Regions from separate parts of the Mus musculus genome. Here region 2 is linked to region 1. The links are chromatin contacts, called in public Micro-C maps. All regions are on one chromosome and are shown on one strand. Each heading gives the region's core, a stretch centred on a gene start, on an enhancer-like site or on the middle of the called end of the contact. The rest is flanking DNA. Distances are from core to core; before and after follow the strand shown. Region 1 overlaps Ephb2 (Eph receptor B2). Region 2 overlaps Ephb2 (Eph receptor B2).

What was found. A called contact is a pair of places that touch in the nucleus more often than the background predicts.
Region 2: a contact with region 1 is called in a Micro-C map of the G1E-ER4 cell line. The contact joins two enhancer-like sites. A contact is called at or near these places in 1 of 484 Hi-C or Micro-C datasets (the G1E-ER4 cell line), 3 of 115 datasets of contacts at active chromatin or transcription factors (the HPC-7 cell line, double positive thymocytes and embryonic stem cells) and 2 of 9 other capture datasets (adipose tissue and pancreatic islet).

The regions. Positions count from the first base shown.
Region 1 is chr4:136,647,933-136,651,612 of GRCm38.p6, forward strand. Ephb2 (Eph receptor B2) reads right to left here. Exons shown (of 16, transcript NM_010142.4): 16 at 1-3,680. Among named protein-coding and RNA genes, the nearest start is that of Lactbl1, 27 kb to the left of the region's middle. Within about 2 kb of position 1,674, at least 55 of the 459 cell types and tissues checked have an H3K27ac peak or open chromatin away from gene starts, as enhancers often do. A contact at or near this core is called in the G1E-ER4 cell line, where this site is marked.
Region 2 is chr4:136,807,062-136,810,741 of GRCm38.p6, forward strand. All of the region lies in intron 1 of Ephb2 (Eph receptor B2), which reads right to left. Among named protein-coding and RNA genes, the nearest start is that of Gm52708, 9.3 kb to the left of the region's middle. Within about 2 kb of position 1,605, at least 89 of the 459 cell types and tissues checked have an H3K27ac peak or open chromatin away from gene starts, as enhancers often do. A contact at or near this core is called in the G1E-ER4 cell line, where this site is marked.

The sequences.
Region 1 (3,680 bases), core at 424-2,923:
TGAGGACCAATGGTAGTGGCGTATTGTGAGAAAAGTGTGCTGTGCTGGGGTCCAAGACCGCTGGCTGGCTGTGTGACCTGGGGGAGCCAGCATGCTGTCTCTGAGTGTCCCAGCCCACAGTGTGGTTGTCATTATTGCACGGCTCTTGTGGAGTTGCAGGGCTGTGTCTAGAAGACACGAGGAGCCCTGTCCATGGTTGGCACTGAAGAAATAGCAGCTGGGATTAAAACCAAGCAGCCGTCGTTCTTCCCTGGAGGCTGAAGAGACTGCTCGTGAGTGTGGGTTCCTGTGAAGTCCACCTGGGGTCAGTGGTGGAGGCGTCAGAGTTTCTGTCCATAGAAAGGAGGACAGAGAGAGACCACCACAGAGCTCTGGGCCCTTCACAGCTCTCCTTGGGGCAGGTCTCATTTTGGGAGGCAGTGGAAGGGATGAGAGTGCTCCTTGGAGGGAGGACGTGTTGGCAGCCATGAGATAATGCATCCATGTGTCCCAGGAAAGAAACCTTGTATGGAGACCATCATAGGAAAGGCAGTGTGGTGCCTCTCCACCCCACTGCTTCCTCGCTGGTATGGGGTGATCTTGCTCCAGTTCTCTCTGTCCAGGCGGAGCCCCACAGTGGGCTGTCAGAGCCCCCCAAGCAAGTGGGTACTGCAGCCTGCAAGAGGGTTTTGAAGAAGCAGATGGGCCAGCCTTCTCCAATCAGACCTGGTGAGGGTCACTCCAAGGGAGGTTTTATATTCCCCATCATCCATCTGTAACCAGATTCCCCAGCTTGCATTACTGTCTCCCCCTCTTCTCTTTCTCTCCCCCTCTCTCTTTGTGCTTTTTTCCCCCTTTTCTTTCTTTCTTTTTTTCTCCCTGCTAGGGCCCCTGAGTTTGGGTAGCGTCGAACCATGGGGCTTATGATGTCAAGAATTAGCACAGATTTGCCTAGTGATGGACTCTCACAAACACAAATTCTTTCCACTGGCCTCTTAGGAGATTGCGTTTGGTGAGTCATAAAATCTTGGGGTCTTTTAGCCCTTGGAATGCTACAATTCTTGGCTCAGCAGGGCCCAGAGTATATGTGCTAGCTCTTAGATGGTTTCTGGCCTTTCCTTGTTGCTTGCCTTCCCTTCCCTATGCCATACCCCCTTTTTCCAGCAGGGGGAGCCAGGCCCTCGAGGAACAGGGAGCCCCAGGTGCCTTTGCTCATCTGCTGTCACCTCAGTTTGGGTAGTGGGTAGGCTCAGGAGACTTGAGGGTCAGGTTTACCTAGAAGGTCCACCCAGCCCTAGTTTGGCCCACCAGGCCAGGTATTGAGCGAGCATGTCTGCGCTGTGGTGTTGGGGCGTTGGGGTCTCCACAGGGTGGTCCCGGCTGGGACGCAGGGCCCCTGTGAAGTATTAGGTTCCTGATTCTTCCCGGATCAGCTTTCCCGAAGCAGTCGTCCTGCTGTGAACTTAACTCAGCTGGACTCTGGGGCTTCGGGGGTCTTTTTGATTTTTCTGAAACCCTAACCCAGTCTGGGCACATTCCTGAGGGTTCGTCCTGCCTTCTCCACTGTCAGGGTCTTAGTTTGTGTCTGGGCTTTGGGCATCTTATCTGATATGAGGCTCCACCCTAAGCGCTGCTCAGTACACTCGGTGCAGATTGTTACAGGGTTGTGGGTGGGAGGCGGGAGGAGGCGGAGCAGGGGGCCCTCCGGGGCGGGCAGGAATCTCCCACTGTTCAGATGGGGAATTCTGACTCAGGGAGGCATGGTGGAGCCCTGGAATCCTCAATTCGACATGCAGTAGTGGGTAAGGTGCTTATCCTATGGGTGATTACAAGCACTTGCAAACACACGTTCAGTCAGCAGGCTGTAGGTGTTAGGATTGGCTGGGTTCCCCCCACCCCCCTTGAGAGCCATGTTCCTCACTAGCGAAGAGGGGGCAGGGAGATTTTGGCACTTGGCATAGGGTAATCTGTTCAGATATTAGTCCTTGAGGCTTCAATCGCCTGAGGCCAGCTTGCTGGGTGGGGGTCGGGGACTCTCTGAACCCACTTTGGCCCAAGTCCTTTCTTGAGGCCAACACCCCAACACTGGTTTCTCTGTGGGAAAAGCTGACTGGGGCCAAGCTCGCTCTCCAGCCAGTTTTGTGGTAACAGTCACTGGCTGGGAATCTGAGGCAAGGCTGGCTGGCTGGTGGTGTATGCCCATGTGTGGACATCATAGCTACAACCAGAAGCAGATGGGCTGAGGGTGTAGCTCAGTTGGTAGAGCGCTTGCTTCCCAAGCACAAAGACCCCGGCTTCCCGACCCTAGCACTGCAAAACCAGACGTGGTGGTGTGCGCCTGTAATCCCAGCCCTTGGGAGGTAGAGCGAGGAGGATCGGACGTTCAATAGTGGTCATCCCTGACTGCACAGTGAGTTTGGGGTCAGACTGGGATATATGAGACTCTTTCAAAATAAAAAGAGATGAATCAGGGAACACAAAGCCAAGCTCCTCTCTCCCAGGCTGCGGAAGTGGAGTCGGGTTTGTCCGTGTTGGAAAGTAAATGGCAGAGTCTGGGCTCTCTTGGAGTCCCGAGGGCTCTTCCAGGGGCTTGCTGGAAGCTCCTCTTTTGATTTGATGGCTGAAACTGACTCTTTTTTTTTTCTAGAACACTGGTTCTCAACCTGTGGGTCGTGACCACTTTGGGAGTTGAATGACTCCATTCTCAGGGGTTGTCTAAGTCCACTGGAAAACACAGATATTTACATCATGATTCATAACAATAGCCAAGTTACAGTTATAAAGTAGCAATGAAAACATTTTTATGAGCTAGGTGGTAGTGGCGCACCCCTTTAACCCCAGCACCTAGAAGGCAGAGGGAGGTGGATCTCTGTGAGTTCAAGGCCAGCCTGGTCTACAGAGTGAGTTCCAGAACAGCCAGGGCTACACAGAGAAACCCTGTCTCAAAAAGCCAAATCAAACCACAACAAATGGTTGGGGGTCACCACACCGTGAGGAATTGTGTTAAAGGGTTGCAGCATTGGGAAGGTTGAGAACCACTGCTCTATAATCTAATGGTAGTCCTACTAATCTCTGCTTGGTAGCCTCTGTGGCTGGACCTTAATTCCATGCCCTACACTCACACCAACTCATGCCCCACAACACCTCCAGATGTTTTTGCGCTGCACTGTTGAAGCTGCTACGTTTTGGAGTGACCTTTCTCTCAGCCTGTAGCCTCCCCCTGAAAGCCCACCCTGATAGCCCATCCCATCTGGTTTTCTCTTGCCTCATACGCCAGAGCTGGATTCCTTTGTTTTCTGCGCCTAAGTGACCATGTTCGGGTGGACCCTGGTGCGGGGAAGCCAAGGCTTGTGGCCCTTTCTGGAGCCGTGGCCCTGAACCAGTGTTTTACTTTGCGGGACCGAGGTGGACAAAGGGTTTTCCAGGCCTGCAGCACCCAGCCTAATGCTCCTGTTTTATAGATGAGAAGCTATGGCCCAGTGAGGAACAGTCTCTCCTGGGGCCCGTGGCCCTAGTTAGTGACAGAAGTAGGTTACATCTTGTCTTTTGAGTGCATTTGCACCTCTCCCTGCCAAAGGTCTTCCTCTGGGAACTGTCCCTGGAAATGACAGGCACCTGGAGAAGCAAGGGTGGCATTGGGGTGGGTGGTGGTCTCCGGTGGGAGTCCTTCAGCAAGGGGTGGGATCTATGAGGGGGTGCAA
Region 2 (3,680 bases), core at 355-2,854, 160 kb after region 1:
AGGATTTAGATAAGAGGGAGACTACAGGGCGGACAGAGGAGGAGGGCAGCCAGGCTGTCCCTGCGCTGGAGAAGTGTCCTCAGAGCAGGATAAAAAGGTGTGGATGTCAGAGTAGGCAGACAGGCCCCAGAACAAGGCACTCAGATAGGATCCACGGACAGATGTCACCAGGGTCAGGTGACCCCACTGCCCACCTACAGCCCCCACAGGGTCTGCCTAAGTACATCTTTGTTGGTCTGGTTGCTGTGCAGTTTTGGGGGGACAAGGGGGTGTCTGTAGGGGTGGGACCTGCCTTTTACCACCACAAGGGAGCCTCAGGGGAGGCAACGTGTTGTCAGCAATGGGGAGCAGGATGCACGAGCCAGCTCTCCACCAGAAGAAGCTTGCCACCTAGGGACAGCCACAGCCCTGACATTGTCCCATGGGCCCCACAGAAGCGCTGGATTCACTTATTCTGGGGGAAAGGCTCTGCTCTGCCCCCCTCCCCCTTTACTGAGGAGAAAGTGAGAGCTGGGCACAGTCTGAGGCTGATGCTGTCACTCCAGCTCTGGGCAAAGGATCATGGGAAAGCCGCAAAGACAGAGAGATACAGGGCGCCTAGGGAGAGACAAAGGAAGACAGCTGAGTTCAAGCTCATGCAGACAAGGGACCCAGGGGCCGAGGCCTGAACTGCAGTCACTTCGTGGGTCTCACTTGAGCACTGCGCTCCCCCAGGGGACACTTAGAAATGTGCTGAGTGGTGCGATTTGGCTCGCTTGGTAGAGTGGTTGCCTAACACAACCAAGGCCCTTCCTTGGTTTGATCCCCAACACGTCATAAAACGGATCCTGGTGTAATCCCAGGGAGAGGCAGGAGAAAGAGGGAGTTCAAGGCTGTCCTCAGCCACCCAGCAAGCTACACAGATGCCTGAATACACGAGCCTCAGTCTCATGCAAAGAGGCAAGTGTGCAGTAAGGTCTGGAAGGCTCAGGACATTAGCCATTCCAGTGTTGTCCCAGCCTAAGAGGACTGGATGAAATCTCCTTGCCTTCTTAAGGAACATGGGGACAATGTGGCCATGGGGGGTGGTACATGAACATCCCACAGGCTAGAACCTGGGGCCCTTAACTTGCAATGGGCAGGAAGTACATCCTCACGAAGAGAGAACTATGCTACGAACTATGCTTGCTTAAAGAAAGTGAAATTGACTCCTACCCACCCCCCAATAAAGAAAGGAATGATAGAGACTCCAAAGACCAAAGCTCTCACCCAGGGAGAGGGCCTGCTGCCGTCATTCCAAGGAACACTGTCTCAGGGTCACTGGGGACCATAAACTGAACACAAGGAGTAACTAAAGGCTCAGGCAAATCATTTGGGCCCCCGAAGCTTCAAAAACAGGGTTTATTTAAATAATCCCTTGCCAGGCCTCCCAGCCTCAGCGCCTGGCTTCTCTAAGGATTTATTTTGTAAAAATGTCTCTCTCAACGAGTACAGCATCCTACCCTGAGCCGATGAGGGAATTCTCTGAATTCAAAACCACAAACTCCCGGGCAGTCCTCTGCAGCCTGAGCCCTTTCTGCAGAGTCAGGCTGTGAGTCAGGGCAGAGCCATGCTGGGCTGGAGGAGGGGCACGCTCCTCTCGGCTCTCCCACTGCCCCAGTTGTGACGCTTTGCTCTGGAGGGAACCAGCTTGGGGTGGATACCAGGATGCCCAGGTGGATGGGCGTGTCTTCAATACGGGGCTTTTCTCCGAGCTGAGCATCCCTGCAGCCTCAGAGAGACCAGTCAGTGGTGTTTGGCTCAGAAACATATGAGGAACATAATGGAGGAAGTGCGCAAGGAGAAAGAACAAGGGTCACAGGGTGACTGCAGCACGTTTGGTAGAGTGCCTAGCGTACATGAGACCCTGGATTCTACCCCTAGTTATACAGCATAAACTAGATGTGATGGCCTGTGCTTGTAATCTAGCAATCCCAGCACTCCAGAGGCAGAGAGAGAAGAATCACTAATTCAAGATCATACTTGGCTACACATGGAGGCTGATGCTAGCCTAAACTACATGAGACTCTGACTTTATATATACATACATGCACATATATTATACATATGCATACATACATACATACATACATACATACATACATACATACATACATCTGTGTATGTTTGTGTATATTTATCTCTAGAAATTACTGGGACCCAAGTGTGGCCCATGGTGCAACGGAGCCTCCAAGAGCATGCAGGCTCATGGCCAACCCAACCTTCCTGACGTGGTTCCAGGGTGACCTTCAGATGACAAGGAAGCATCCTGACCTCGTGAACACCTCTCCTACGTGCCCATGCCACCTTCAAAGCTTGCAGCCAGCCTCACCTCCCAAAGCTCTGCAGCACAAGCCTGACACACGGTAGATTTTCAGCAAGCAACTGTTTAGTACGGGGACAAATAAGTGACTAAAACAGGCAACGGGACGTATGTGTTAAAATCGTCACTGGACGGATGGATGGGTGAGTGGACGGACGAGTGGATGGGTGGATGGATGGCTGAGTGATGAATGGATGGATGGGTGGGTGGATGCATGGATGGATGGATGGATGCATGCATGGAAGGATGGATGGATGGATGGATGCATGCATGGAAGGATGGATGGATGGATGGATGGATGGATGGATGGATGGATGGATGGATGGATGCATGCGTGCATGCATGGATGGATGGGTGGATGAGTGGATGGATGGGTGGGTGGATGAGTGGATGGATGCATGGATGGATGCATGGATGCATGCATGGATGGATGGGTGGATGAGTGGATGGATGGATGGATGGATGCATGCATGCATGCATGCATGCATGGAAGGATGGATGGATGCATGGATGCATGCATGGATGGATGGGTGGATGAGTGGATGGATGGATGGATGAGTGGATGGATGGATGGGTGGATGGATGGGTGGATGGATAGGTGGATGGGTGGGTAGGCAGATGGATGGATAGATGGGTAGGCAGATGGATGGACAGATGGACAGCAGTGTAGTTCTAGAACAAAGAAGCATGAGGGACTCTCCCGGAGAGTGAAGCCCTGGCTCTGCACTGCAGGGTGACCAATGGAAAGTCACTTTGCTTCTACAGCCTTGGTTTCCTCACCTGCACTGTGAGAGCTCACGGGGCTACATGGCACCAACAGGGGTCGAGCTGCTCAGAGACAGCGCTGCTGCCTCATCACCATCGCCATGATGACAGCACGTGAGGATCGGGGACTGGAAACTCATAAGGTTCTGGGGACAGAGGCAGAGGTCAGGAAGGAAAGGGCAGTGAAGGGGTTTGGGATGGCCTGGTTAGGAATGTGCTTGCCACACAAGCCTGAGGTCCTGAGTCTGCAAGAAAATGAGGTAAGATGTATAATCCTGGGGCTGGGGGCCGGAGTCAGGAAGCTACCTGGGCTTGCTGGCGGCTTCAAGTTCGGCAAGACCGTATCTCAGAAAATAAGGTGGAAAGAAAGGAAGACACTGGATGTCTGGGGTCCACAGCCATGCTTACCCATGTGCATCACAAACACACACAGACACACACACACACACACACACACAACACACACACACACACGTGCACAGGGAAAAAACCGAGGAAATAGCTAGGCTCTCCAGAGCAGACAGTCATCTGCGTTCTGAACAGGCTGTTCCCAAAGTGGGGGCTGGGTTACAGC